Linked DNA regions of Mus musculus: region 2 is linked to region 1. Evidence: chromatin contacts called from public HiChIP or PLAC-seq data. All regions are on one chromosome and are shown on one strand. The core of a region is the stretch at or near the end of the contact, and the rest is flanking DNA. Distances in the headings are between cores, read along the strand shown.

Region 1 (6,733 bases), core at 2,619-5,118:
TCTCGTTGATATATTTTTATTTAAGTTATTTATTATTCCTAACAGAAGAAGCAGCCTAAGTGTGCACTCAATGAAACTGTACATACATATAAAATGTTGAGTGTTTTAGGAATGTATTATGTGCCTGTGTGTGCATGTATGTATACTGTATATGTGTGTATGTGTACATGCATACATGTATCATGTGTATGTTTGTGTGTGTATATAAGTATGTATGATATTCCCTTGAGAGCATTATACAAATCAAGTTACAAAACATCTATGTTACTCCATAATATTTTCTCACACCCAGTTCACACCTGCTCCTCAGAACTCGGTGTCATTTGAGGTTCTTCACACAAATCGATATTTATTCTTGAATTTCCCATAAGTAGGTGAGCAGAGCGTGTCTGTTTTACGTCTCCCTTTCTCTCGAGTGATTTCTTTGCCAGTCATTTTGGCTGTACAGGTCAGTAACTTGTGTTTTTGTTCATTTCCCTTTTACTGTATGATATTCTGTGACAGAAATACTCTGAAGTGTTCAGGCTATGGGTAGTGTCACTGATTTATTGCTATTGCTTGAATCTGAATGTCCCCCAAAGACCCATGTGTGAAAATCATGATGCCCAGGTTGATACTGTCAGGATCTACAGGGAAGGCCCTTAGGTTTGGGGGAGTATGTCCTCAAAGAGCAGTAGGCAGAACACCCCATTCTTTCTCTCTTTGTTTCTTGGCCTACAAAGAGGTATTGAGCAGCATGGATGATCGGCCATGAACTAGAACTTCTGGAATACAATTAGCCTTTCTCTTTTACATGTTGATTGCCTCGGGTAGTTTGTTACAGTGATGGAAAGCTGAGTAGCACAGCCATGGATGCTCTGTTTACATTATCTTCCACCGTTTAGCCTGTCTACTAAAGTCTTAATTGGGGGTATCATGGTTTTTTGTTTGTTTGTTTGTTTCGTTTTTAAAATTCTCATATGCCCAGTTTTTAAAGGACCACTCTTTCTTCTATTAAAAAATACTTACTTTTATGTATGTATATGGGACCTGTGTCTGGGTACCCTGGGAAGCCAGAAGAGGGTGTCAAAGACACTAGAACTAGAGTTACAGGCAGCTATGAGCCTGAGGTGGGTGCTGGGAACCAAACTCCGGTCCTCAGGAAGAGCAGGAAGCACTCTTAATTACTGAGCCATCCCCCCAGGTTCTTTTTTTCTTTTATTTCTTGAATTAGTTATTTCAAAGACCTTATCAGTTCATCCTAATACCTTAGTGGAATTTTACACATTAATTATTTGTTGCCCTGTAACTTCAAATTCAAATAAAATTTAAATGTGAAGCTCTTGAGTGTCATAGAAGAACTGAGAAGAAATCCAAGGGATCTCTCAGGTATCTTTACAAACTGACCTACGTGCTCCTTTGGAGACTAAATGACTCACAGAGATCCTTATACAAACCAGTGTATGCCGAGTTAATGTGGTCAATGTGTCTGAGAACTTTCCAACAGGTCTTCCCAGGGCACCCAGGAAGCTGTTTCAAAAGAAAATTGACCATGGTGTTATGGCAGCAGGTATAAACCATCAAAGTCACAGTACTCCATGCTTCCTGTGACCGCCATAACACCTGTGACCACCTCCTCCTTTCAGTCCACCATCTTCACCCAGTGCTGTAACTGCAGACTCTTCCGTCATTTTTAGCCAGGGCTTGCAGTGATCCTGACAACACCTTTCAATCTGCTATGGATGTGACTCATTGAGCTTGGCTTTCCAAACTGGGTAGCAGTAATCGTTAATTTGTAACAAAGGAATATTTCAAAAGGAGACTTTTGCCCTGTTACTGGCAAAAGTGTTACCTGTCTTTTTTTGGCTTTTCTGAACTAGAACCTCAAGCTGGCTACAAACTCACTATGTAGATAAAGATGGCCTTGAACTGATTCCTCACCTTCTGACAAATTCTGGGATTAAAGCATGGGCCACCAAACACAGCTACCCTGTCACTTTCTTACTCTGAGAGTGCTAGCACATTATGTAATTCCAGCACAGAGGGAGAAAACTGGGCAAGAAGGAATTTTATGACTTCAAGACTACCTTGGGCCACAGTGTGAAACCTTATCTCAAAACAAACAAAAGGAGCTTGAGAGATGACTCATCAGTTAAGAGCACTGGCTGCTCTTCCAGAGGTCCTGAGTTCCATTCCCAGCAACCACATGGTGGCTCACAACCATCTGTAATGGGATCCGATGCCCTCTTCTGGTGCATCTGAAGACAGCTACAGTATACTCATACACATAATATGAATAAATCTTTTTTTAAGGGCCATTTGAGTTACGTGAGCTTCTAAGCTTCCATCCACCTGCTTCCTCCTTAGAAAGTATATCTTTTTATCTAATAAACTATCCTTACTGCTACATCCACACATCTGTCTAATTCCTTGTTCTGGACCACAAGAACCTAGAAATCCCAGTAATTGGCCACCAAACCTGTTCTCAGCTGGCCGGGGGGGGGGGGTGTGTGTGTGTGTGTGTAATATGCCAATGTTTCTAACCTCTCACACTTTCTACTGCATATGTGCTAGAGAAAAGCCACACCAAACTGCAGACACAGGTGGGAGGAGAAAGAGGAGACGAGGGTTGGGGGTTGGGGGGAGGAGAAGGAGGGAGAGAATGAGTAGGAGAAGGAGAAGGAAGGGGAGGAGGAGAAGAAGGAGAAGGAAAACGAGGGGGAAGAGAAAGAGGAGGAGGAGGAGGAGGAGGAGGAGGAGGAGGAGGAGGAGGAGGAGGAGGAGGAGGAGGAAGAAGAAGAAGAAGAAGAAGAAGAAGAAGAAGAAGAAGAAGAAGAAGAAGAAGAAGAAGAAGAAGAAGAAGAAGAAGAGAAATAATTATTAACTGGAGGACCTGAATATAGATCACAGCATCAATATTAAAGCTGTGCATGGCGGCCCTACCCATGCCTGCAACCCCAGCATTTAGGGATGCAGAAATAGGAGAATAGTGAGGGCTTGCTGGTTGCCAACCTAGCTGAAAAATGTCTCTGAGGCACAAGGTAAAGTATGATAGAGGTATCCTGGTGTCCTCCTCTGGCCTCAGTATGAGTCTGGACACACAAGGGAAATCAGGTATTGATTTTACTTCTTCTATATGAACAATTGAATACTTTGACAGTCTGAGATCCTTAGTTGTATCTGTATACCTTGCCTTCTCTCTGTGTACTTATTCTGCATAATGTTAATCACCAAAGATATGAGGCAAAGCAATACATAAGCAAGATTCATGTTTCTGATAACTGTTACTACTATGGTGGTGGTAATACCAGTCAAACACTTTTAGGAGAACAAGTCGAAGGGACTCACTTAAAGTAATTTGCATAGGAGAGGAAGACCTTCTATGCAGGAATAAGTATGTAGTGGCAAAGCAGATATGCACATGAGTATCTAAGAGGCCCATCCTGCATACAGACTCTCAGAAATGTGGGAAAGGCACATTGTAGAAATCTGCAATGAGAGCCTTGGGGGGGGGGGGGGGGTTAGGACATTTTCAATAATACTGTACTTGTATCCCAGGTCAGTAAAGCCTTAGGAAACTGAAGTTACCCTACAGCTCTATTGCTTTGATGAGGTACCACAACCAAGGCTACTTATAGAAGAAAGTTTAATTGGGGTCTTACTTACAGTTTTAGGGGCTACTTCATGATCATCATGGTGGGAAGCAACAGGCTTGGCACTGGAGCAGTAGTTAAAAGCTTTACAACCTGATGTGCAAGACAGACAGGCAGACAGACAGAGACATAGACAGAGAGACACAGACAGAGAGAGACTGGGCCTAACATGGGCTTTTGAAACCTCAACGCCCACTCCCAGTGACACACTTCCTCCAACAAGGCCACATTTCCTAATTGCTCCCCAAACAGTAGCACTCCCTGGTGACTAAGCATTGAAATATATGAGTCTATAAGGGCCATTCTCCTCCAAGCCACCAAATCCTAGCAATTCATTTTTACTTCTACTGCAGTGGAGTGGTGTTGCCCATGCATTTAATTTATATGCATACAATTATGATAAATCAATTATCAGAGATTAGCAGATAAATATTCTAAAAGAACTGATGGGTGTCTCTACTTCAGTTCCTGCCTCCTGACTTTCTTCGATGACGATCTGTGACAAGGAAACCTGTGTAAGCAAAGTAGATCCTTTCCTGCCCAAAGCTTTCAGTCGTGCTGTCCATCATGGCAATGGAAACCCTGACTAACACAGTCCTGATCATTGTTTTGCCGCGTGCATTAAGAACTTAAGGAGGTCATCTCAGAAAGCCAAGTTAGTCACGGCAACTACAAAGACATCCTTAAAGGAAAAGACACTAAATGTCACTAAGAAGTCTGAATCGAGGGAGGGCTAGAAGAACCAATAGGGCACTGTCTTCAGGATTCTGTAGTTATGTAAAAGTGGGTACTCTGACATTAAAGTGTAACATAGCTGACATCAAGGCCAATTCTGTCTTCCCAACATGTTCCCCACATAAGATGCAATGCCACTATACAGACACTAAAGAAACAAAATCTTCCCAGGATGCTATACACGTATTTTCAAGGTAGACTATTTCAATTTGAACAAGTCCTGTGTGAGATGCAGCACAATTTCCTGATGGAGTGGCGAGACTTACTGGAAATCTTTTTGAACCAGGATTCCTGGTGTCCCTGACTCAGCAACTTTCTAGAGAAAATGAGCACTAAGTCTGCCTTCTACTCAAATCCTTCATTTTAATGGTATCTTTATGACTGGGCCGTCTGACCATAAATGTTAAAGATGACCCAGAACCTTGGACTTCTCCTAAAAATTGCACGCTAAGTCCTTGCTTGTATGCTCATCTCTACTCATTGCTACTCTAAGATTTGACCAAAATGAGAAATTTGACCTCTAAGGATCAGCATTGCTGTTTTAATGTACGCCGAAATCTGGAAATTTAAGGCCCATCTGGCTCTCTGTTAAAGAGTCTGAGACTGCAATACTGTTGAGATTAGGTCCACTGGAGCCCAAAGCTGCAGATGCCATGACAACCCACTCATTCAGTCAACAGAGGATTTCTAAGTGCCTGCTCCACCTGGACTCTTGGAGACCTCTTGATCACAGACCACACTTACAAGGAGATAAGCAATGAAGAGAAGCCCAGAGAATAAAGAGTGGAGTTGTGAGCTCTACATCTGCAGATGCAACCAGCCATGGATGGAAGACACTTTAAAAATAAATATCCTTGCCATCATCCCCTCAGCAATTCGGTATAACAGGTACATTTTTTAAAAGATGTGTTGACTTTTGTGTGCATGGATGTTTTTGCCTGCATGTATGGATGTGTACTATGTGCATGCCTGGTGCTCAAGGAAGCCAGAGGAAGATGTCAGATCTCCAGGAGCTGTGGATGGTTGTGAACCATCCTGTGGATGCTGAGAACTATACCTGGATCCTTGGCAAGTGCTGATAACCACTCAGCAATCTCTCCAGCCCCTATTAGAAATATTTACATTGTAGCGAGTATTTGAGATGCAACTTGGGTTACCTGCCAGTAATTATAGACGCTGTTTATGAGGAATATGAGCGTCCTGGAACTTTGGTACCTGATGGAGTTCATAAAGCTGGTCTCTGATGGGTTCTGAGGGACAACTGAGCTCTGGGGAAATGGAAAGGGATTCAGCCCAGGTACTCAGGAGGCACTTTTATAAGCAGTGATGTGAGAATTTTCCCAGATGGTGGAGAAAAGTCAGTGCCATGAAGGAAAGGGAACCCAAGTATAGGAACAAAGGCCAGCATGGTAGAACCCCAAATATGTTATAGCATAGGAGATGTTTACTGGTCTTCACAGGCTATGAGAGGGGGGGGAATATAGAACAGAAGACGTGAGATCTGTCTAGGACAGACTTGATTCATGTAGACCAGAGCAACACTCACATTGATGGAGAATGCGGTTGACTCTTAGACATCCACATCTGGGCTAGAATGCATTTTACTCCCTTTTGCCCTTGGCTTTGAACACAGTGCTCACTGTGAATCTGTTTAGCTTACTGCAATGCCTCACTTTTTTTTTTTTTTGAGGACTTCCCATTTGTACATGGGTCATTTTGCTCAGGAGATGAGCTTATATTTCTTGTCTGGGTGCTCCTCACCCCTAATTAACACATTGCGTGTTCATAAAAATCAAAGACCTTTAGAAAATCAAAGGCTTTTAGAAATACCAACAGTGGCCAGGTTTGGTGGCACATGTCTACAACCCTTGCACTCTGGAGACAGAGGGGATAGGATCATGAATTGGAGGACAGCCCAGGTTACAAAGAAAGACACACACACACACACACACACACACACACACGCGCGCGCGCGCGCGCGCGCACGCACACAGAGACATCTCTAGCCTCACCGCAGGTCACAACTGCACACTGGGGACACAGTTCCCTTGCTATTCAAGTTGTCCAGCTGTGCTGACATATGCATAGTGCTGAGGACTGTGACTTGTGGCTCAGAGACCCCCACACACACACACACACACTGGGAAGAATATACCTGAAACTAGGATTTAGGCCAACATCAAAATGCCTTTGTGAGCACTGCCTTTCAGGTTTTTACAGAATTGCTAGTTAACTTGTCAAAGTTAACTAAAAAGTGCAAGGTAGGAAACACCTGGGTTCTCTGTGGACGAAAATAAATATAGCCATTAAATGAGCCGAAAAGCTGGCAGACGGAGTGACGGGGCCTCTAAAAATGGATCTCGTTG
Region 2 (6,249 bases), core at 133-2,632, 82 kb after region 1:
TTTGTACTTTAACGCCTTCTCATGACCCCGAAGCATTCCCAGCAAGGGGACTGTAATCTTACAGATAACAAATGCCACTTCCTGCTCACATACTGTCAGGACTTAGTATGAATTAAATTAAAGGATACCATTCTACTATAGCACTCTTAACGACTCCCTCTCCCTACTTTTGAGAATACCTGACCCACGGGTTCTCAGCACCCACTGGACTTAAATAATCCAAAGCCACTGCGTCCAAGGTCATACACGATCTGAAGACCTTCACCTGCCTTCAAAACGCTTCACTTTCAGGCCTCTGCCCTTTCTACTTATTGATCACTCTACCTGGATTATTCCTAGATCCGTTCCTTCTCGGCTTTCTGTTCCTCACGCTTCTATCTCCTCCTTCCCAAAGCTTGGCCTTCAAGGACCTGCTTCCCATGCTGCATCCTTCTAGATCCTAAGCTCTAACTCACCCTGGCCGGCAAGTCCCACTCCAACAACTGCTTTTAACCACAAAACTGCTGGACACACTTAAGGCTGCCAGCTTTCTCCACCCCAGCCCAAAATACCAGGAAGAAACTAATTTCTAAAGAAAGCATTTGCAAATGATAATGTAACATGTCACCTCGAAACAAAGGCGGTAACCCAAGGCTGGGCTGGTTAAGTAGTGTCTACCGAAGACCTACCCCCTACTCCCCGCCCAAGAACCAGGCTTGGCTGATGGTTCACACGCTTTTCAAGAGCCGAAACCAGAAGGGTCGGAGGAGTCTGCGGGCGGCTGGCGCTGCCTACCTTGAACTCTGCGGAAAGTTGGGGCGTGTATTCGCGCGTCCAGAGCGCGCGCACCAGCGCCGCCAGCTGCTCGGTGACCTCGGCGCGGCCCGGCGCCGCCCGGTAGCGCCCCAGCGCTAGGAACTCGGCCAGCAGGTCGGTGTTGCTGAGACACTGCACCACCGCGTTCATGAAACAGGTGTTGCCATGGTTCTTCAAGCCCTGAGCGCCGGGCGGACGCGCCCCGTCACCCGAAGATATCTGGGGTTGGGATCCCGGAGGACGATCTGGCCCTGGACTCCCGGCAGAGGCTGGTGCCGGGCCCGGGGCGCAGGCAAAGCCCCCTTCTCCATCGCCATCGTAGGGACTGGGCTGGGCCGGGGGCCGGGGCGGCGAGTCCCCCGAGCGGGAGCGGCTGCCCAGAGCTAGCAGGAAGCGGTTAAGCAGGCGGCGAAGGGAACGGCGGCGGCGGGGCCGGGGCGCGGGCGGCCCCTCTCCCAGTGCGTTCCCCACGCCCGGATCCATGCTGGCCACGCACGGTGGTCCGGGAGCGCAGCCCCCGAGACCCCAGGCGGGCCGGCAGCTTCCCGGTCCTCACCGCCTCCCGGAGGCGCCGGGCGCCGGCTACCTGAGAGCCAGGTGTGCGGACACCGGGCGAGGGCGGAGCCAGGGGCGGGGCCGCCACGCCACGCCCCACGCGGGAATCCGGCCCTAGGGCAGCGCCCGCCGCCGGGCTCCCGCCCCCGCGGCTGGAGCTGGGAATGCACTCCCTCTGAGCCCGCCTAGTGGACTTCCCCGCCCTTCCTTCCCGCCTTGGAACAGGCCTTTCACCTCGGCTCGCCTTCCCCGCCCATCCCTAAACAGCGTAGCTAACCCGGGGATGGAACCTTCTGAAGCGCCCAGCGAAGCAAAGCCCTGGCTCTGGCTAAGTTTCTGGTCGTGGAAGCCAGATGAAGACTAAGAAAATTGACCGGCGAGCGGTGCCCCTGTTCGTGCCCAGGTGTCCCGAGAGGCGCGCGCTGGCAGCTGTGCAGGTGGGGAGCCCAGGCTCAGGTGCATGCGGTCAGGTGGCGCCACCTCCTTTGCAGCCTTTGCCTACACCGGTCACCCCAGGACCTGAACTGGGAGTGGGAATGCTAGTGGGTTGGGAGTTTGTTTTCTTTTTCTTGCTGTTTTGTTTTGTTTTTTTAAATAACACAATAGGTTACATTCATTTTCCTTAAACTTGGGAGACTTGAACGTCCTGGTTTTCATTGGTGAAGGGAGCTCAGCGAGGTTGAGGCTGTGAAAAGAGAGGAACCGGAATTCGACCCTCCCTGGGTGCACTGCAGAGTTCAGGCTCTTTACAACCCCAGTATTTGCTTGGCAGGAAGTTTTCCGGTTCTCAGGCGCGCCCCCTACTCGGTTGCTGCTTCGCTCCTCCACGCTAAAGCCTGGCTGTATCCTTACCCAATCAGAATTAGTTTGGCCTCGCCCCGCCCTTAATTCCCTGGGTAACCCTGGAGGCCTCTGCTCCTTTTATGCCTTAACTGTCAGGTTTATAATTAATCAGGCAAGGTCTTGCAAAATGAATTTCTCATCAGTTTGTAGCTCAAAAAGAGATCAGCAGCTTTCTGGAGTCAGACTTACATCAGAACCCAAAAATGTGACTTGCTATTTAATAATAAGTGCTCATCATTTATTAAGTATCCCTCCTCGATCTTCACATAGAATTGCAGCAGTTACCTGGTGCCAAAAAGTTGCATAAGTTAAGGATAAAGAAGAAACTGTAATGTGGAGACTTGAAGTGTAAAAAGCCACCATTTACCTTCCTGGGAAAGACATCCACCTAGTTGATAAATTTATAAGGTTCATTTCATGACCCGGATGTACTGAAGGTGCCGTGGTCATAGCAGACTCTGATAAATCATCTCCGGTATTTCACCTTTGAGATCATGTCAAGATCCCCAGCAGGGAGTTTTCATTTGGTAACAGTTTCGGGAGCGGCTGTTGCTTTTGTTTTGCTAGGAGGTTGTTGGTAAGAAGGAGGGAGTCCATCACACTTATGTTGCTCAGGTTTGTCTGGAACTCTCATTCTCAACCTTAGCCTCCTGAGTGCTGGAATCCTGGGTGTGTGTCTCACGACTCACAATAAATGTCTGAGCAGAAATCTATTCTTACTTGGCAAAGTCGAAAACTGGAGCTAGAGTTGGTTTATGAGCTTGCTGTAAAGGCTAATTTTTGATTGTCGATTCGATCAAATTAAGAATCACCTGATGACCCTGTCTCGAAAAACCAAAAAATCCAAAAAAAAAAAAAAAAAAAAAAAGAATCACCTGGTTGGGGGTGGGGGAACTGGAGCGATGGCTCAGCAGTTAGGTTAAACTGCTCTTCCAGAGGTCCAGAGTTCAAGTCCCAGCAACCACATGGTGGCTCACAACCATCTATAAAGGGATCTGATGCCCCCTTCTGGAGAACAGGTGAACATATGATAGTGCACTCATACATTTGCATATATATATTTCAGAGGGACTTTGGGCTATAATAGAGCAGGTAAAGGTATTGGCTACCTGACGACCTGAGTTTGATCTCTGTGAACCACAAGATGCAGAGAGAGAGCTGACTACCCCGATTGTCTTTGGGCTTTTATCTGTGTGCTATAATGGACACACACTAAGAAATTAATAAATATTTTAAAAATCAGCAAGCGATTGAAGCATACCTCTGGATGAGACTGGGAGGGTGACTCTTGAGAGGATTAATAAGTTGGTAAAGACTCAGTCTAAGTCTGAGTGGCGCCATCACGTGGCCTAGGGGCCTGGAGGGAATCAAATGGGTACGGAGAGCCCTCTGCATTCCTCTCTCCTTCCCGTCTTCAGTGACTGAGTGTGTATGCCTCACCAGGAGGGTCTCCCCTAGTGCTGGGGGCAAAGCCACCACGTTCAAAGCAGTGAGTCCGAGTAAGTCATTGCTCTTTAGATTGTTGCTGTCAGGTATGTGGACACAAGCTATACAGGAGTTAACTAATACACCTGCACAAAGACCTGGGTTCAAACCTATACCTATACCTATACCTATACCTATACCTATACCTATACCTATACCTATACCACTTCACCATTGAACTGATCATTTAAAGGGTGAGTTTGGACTAGGGCGATAGCCCTGTGTATGAGGCCCTGGTCTACCACGCACAGGTGAGCTCGCCTCATCTTATTTTTATAAGGAAACAGCATCCTTCTCTGGGAACAGGTCAGGAAGAATGCCTGTGGATTTGGATTTTGTGAGACACAGAAAAGAGATCATGGTCAGAACCTTCTAATTTATTAATAATTTGAAAGTTTATCCAGTACATATATATATATATAGGATAAACTTTCTCTTTAGTATATTTCAATTTCAACATACAATGTAAGATAGTAAGTGTTAACATATTGTATAAAGTAAACAAATAACTTCAAGATAAAGTAATTTGACTATAGGGCAAAAATAGGTGTGAGAAATCAAACCCGGTTCTGGAGTTATGCAAACTTGGCCCTGGACAGGCCTGTGCTCGACACAGGGTGGAAGCTGCGGAGATCCAGAGCCCATCACGAAGCAAATGGGTATTTCCACCTCAAGATGGCTCCATCTGCGCTCACACTGACGATATACTGGTTTCCTGGACTTATCCGCATGGCCATGATGTTGCCGCTGTGCCCCACCCCGACGTGAGTCACTTCACCCTCGTTGTAGTCCCAGACTTTGACCAGATGGTCATGGCCACCTGAAACACAATTGCATGGCGTTGCTGGCAGAGACTCCTAAACAGCCCTGGCCTCACGGAACTGCTTGCTTTTCAACACAGTGTCCCATGTGCCAGCTTGAAGGAAGAAAAATCCATATTTATATAAAGCTTTTTTTGATCTTAAAAAAAAAAAATCTATGTATGTCCTAGTAAATTTAGAGTGGAAAGGAAAGTACCAATCAGAATTAACCACTAAACACACCAGCATCTTATCTCCTTCCACTGTTCACGCATGGAGGCACATTGATGGGTGTCCCAGTGTATGTAGTTTGATACCTTTTTTTTTTTTTTTTTTGGAGGCAGATAAATGTACTACAGGTAAGGTAATATATTACATTGCATCTCTATGTAATATCCCTGGCTGTCCTGGATCTTGCTTTGTAGACCAGGCTGGCCTCCAACTCACAGAGATTCCCCCTGCCTCTGCCTCCTGAGTGCTGGGATTAAAGGCATGTGTCATATCTTTTTGTTTTGTTTTGTTTTGAAGTCAATGTGTTTATGGAACTTTCATTTACTTGAAGCACTTATAAACGTCAAAGAGCCTGGCAGGAAATTATATTAATGCTGTTCCAGTGGACGTGACCTGTGGTTAATGCTCCCCAGACATCACGGAATTCAACAGCAAGCAAACAAACAAAGCAAACTGCTGGTTAGGAGCCCAGTGAAAAAGAGCACTGGTGGTCTACCTCTTATCCTAGCACTCGGGAGCCTGAGGCAGGAGGATCACTAATTCAAGGCCAGCCTGAGCTACATACAGTAAGACATAGTTCAAAACAAAAACAATAAAAACAACCCCCCAAAAAATGCATAGAAAAGCGAGTAGAAGTCTCGGGACATTTAAAGCCTCATTTCTGCCCCAAAGAGCAAACATAGCCATGTAAAGTGGGGCTTTTCTCTGGGCTCTACTCAGATGTCTTCCTTCACTGAAGTGTCTTTTGGACCTTTCCAGCTTTGGTGGTGGGCCGTCCTGGGCTGAATGTAACCAAGGTGTCCTTAAGACCCTCTACTAGCTCTTCTGACTATCCCCACCCCCAGCCCCACCCCCGCCAAGGGTACAACCCTGATTTACTAATCTTATCCAAGACTAACCTGTAACAAAGTGCCCTCCTTCCTGAGTGATATCCATACCATTGATGGACCCAGACAAGGAGCCTTCCAACTCTCTGATTACTGATCCATCAAATACTTCCCAGTAAGCAATCTGGAACGTAGGAGAAGGAGTTAGACAGGAGTCAGTGCTGTAGAACCATCCACACACATGCTAACAAAAGATGCCTGCACTTTATATAGAAAGTAGCAAAAATACACCATGGGAGGGGACCAGTTGGAATTATAAATAGGCCATGGCGAGGGGGTGGAGGAACCATCTTATTATTCTTAGTATTGGTTTTGAAGTTTGCATGCTATTTAAAGAGATGTTGATATGCGATAAACCTGGGGTGACAGAGATTTTTGATAAGGCGAAGCAGATTGAGTCTGCTGCCCCGTGTAAAATAAAGAGCCACGGATGGGTCGGCTCCTGCGATCTGAGGAGGAGGGCTGAGCTGCAGGCCCAGTGGGAGGGAAAGTATGGGGAGTGAGAGTTCTGGAGACTGGGCTTTGCTAAGTCACTGGCTCCTCCCCTCCGCCCCGCCCCCCGCCCCGCCCCGCCCCCACCCCACCTGTCCTGTGACTGGACTGGATCTCGTCTTGCTCTACCACCACCACCACCAACAACAACAACCCCACCC

The links. HiChIP or PLAC-seq counts read pairs in DNA pulled down with a chosen protein or histone mark.
Region 2: a contact with region 1 is called in an HNF4G HiChIP or PLAC-seq map of pancreatic cancer cells. The contact joins the promoter of Usp43 here to the enhancer-like site in region 1. A contact is called at or near these places in 3 of 484 Hi-C or Micro-C datasets (embryonic stem cells and nephron progenitors), 6 of 115 datasets of contacts at active chromatin or transcription factors (embryonic forebrain, embryonic stem cells, forebrain and 1 more) and 3 of 9 other capture datasets (adipose tissue, liver and pancreatic islet).

What each region holds. Positions count from the first base shown.
Region 1 is chr11:67,836,158-67,842,890 of GRCm38.p6, forward strand. The region is part of intron 1 of Gm40032 (a long non-coding RNA gene); the gene reads right to left. Among named protein-coding and RNA genes, the nearest start is that of Gm40032, 5.0 kb to the right of the region's middle. Within about 2 kb of position 3,869, at least 3 of the 459 cell types and tissues checked have an H3K27ac peak or open chromatin away from gene starts, as enhancers often do. A contact at or near this core is called in pancreatic cancer cells, where this site is marked.
Region 2 is chr11:67,920,771-67,927,019 of GRCm38.p6, forward strand. Usp43 (ubiquitin specific peptidase 43) reads right to left here and starts at 1,383. Exons shown (of 15, transcript NM_173754.4): 1 at 775-1,383. The coding sequence starts at 1,278. Cfap52 (cilia and flagella associated protein 52) reads right to left here. Exons shown (of 14, transcript NM_027963.2): 13 at 5,609-5,720; 14 at 4,036-4,498. The coding sequence ends at 4,323.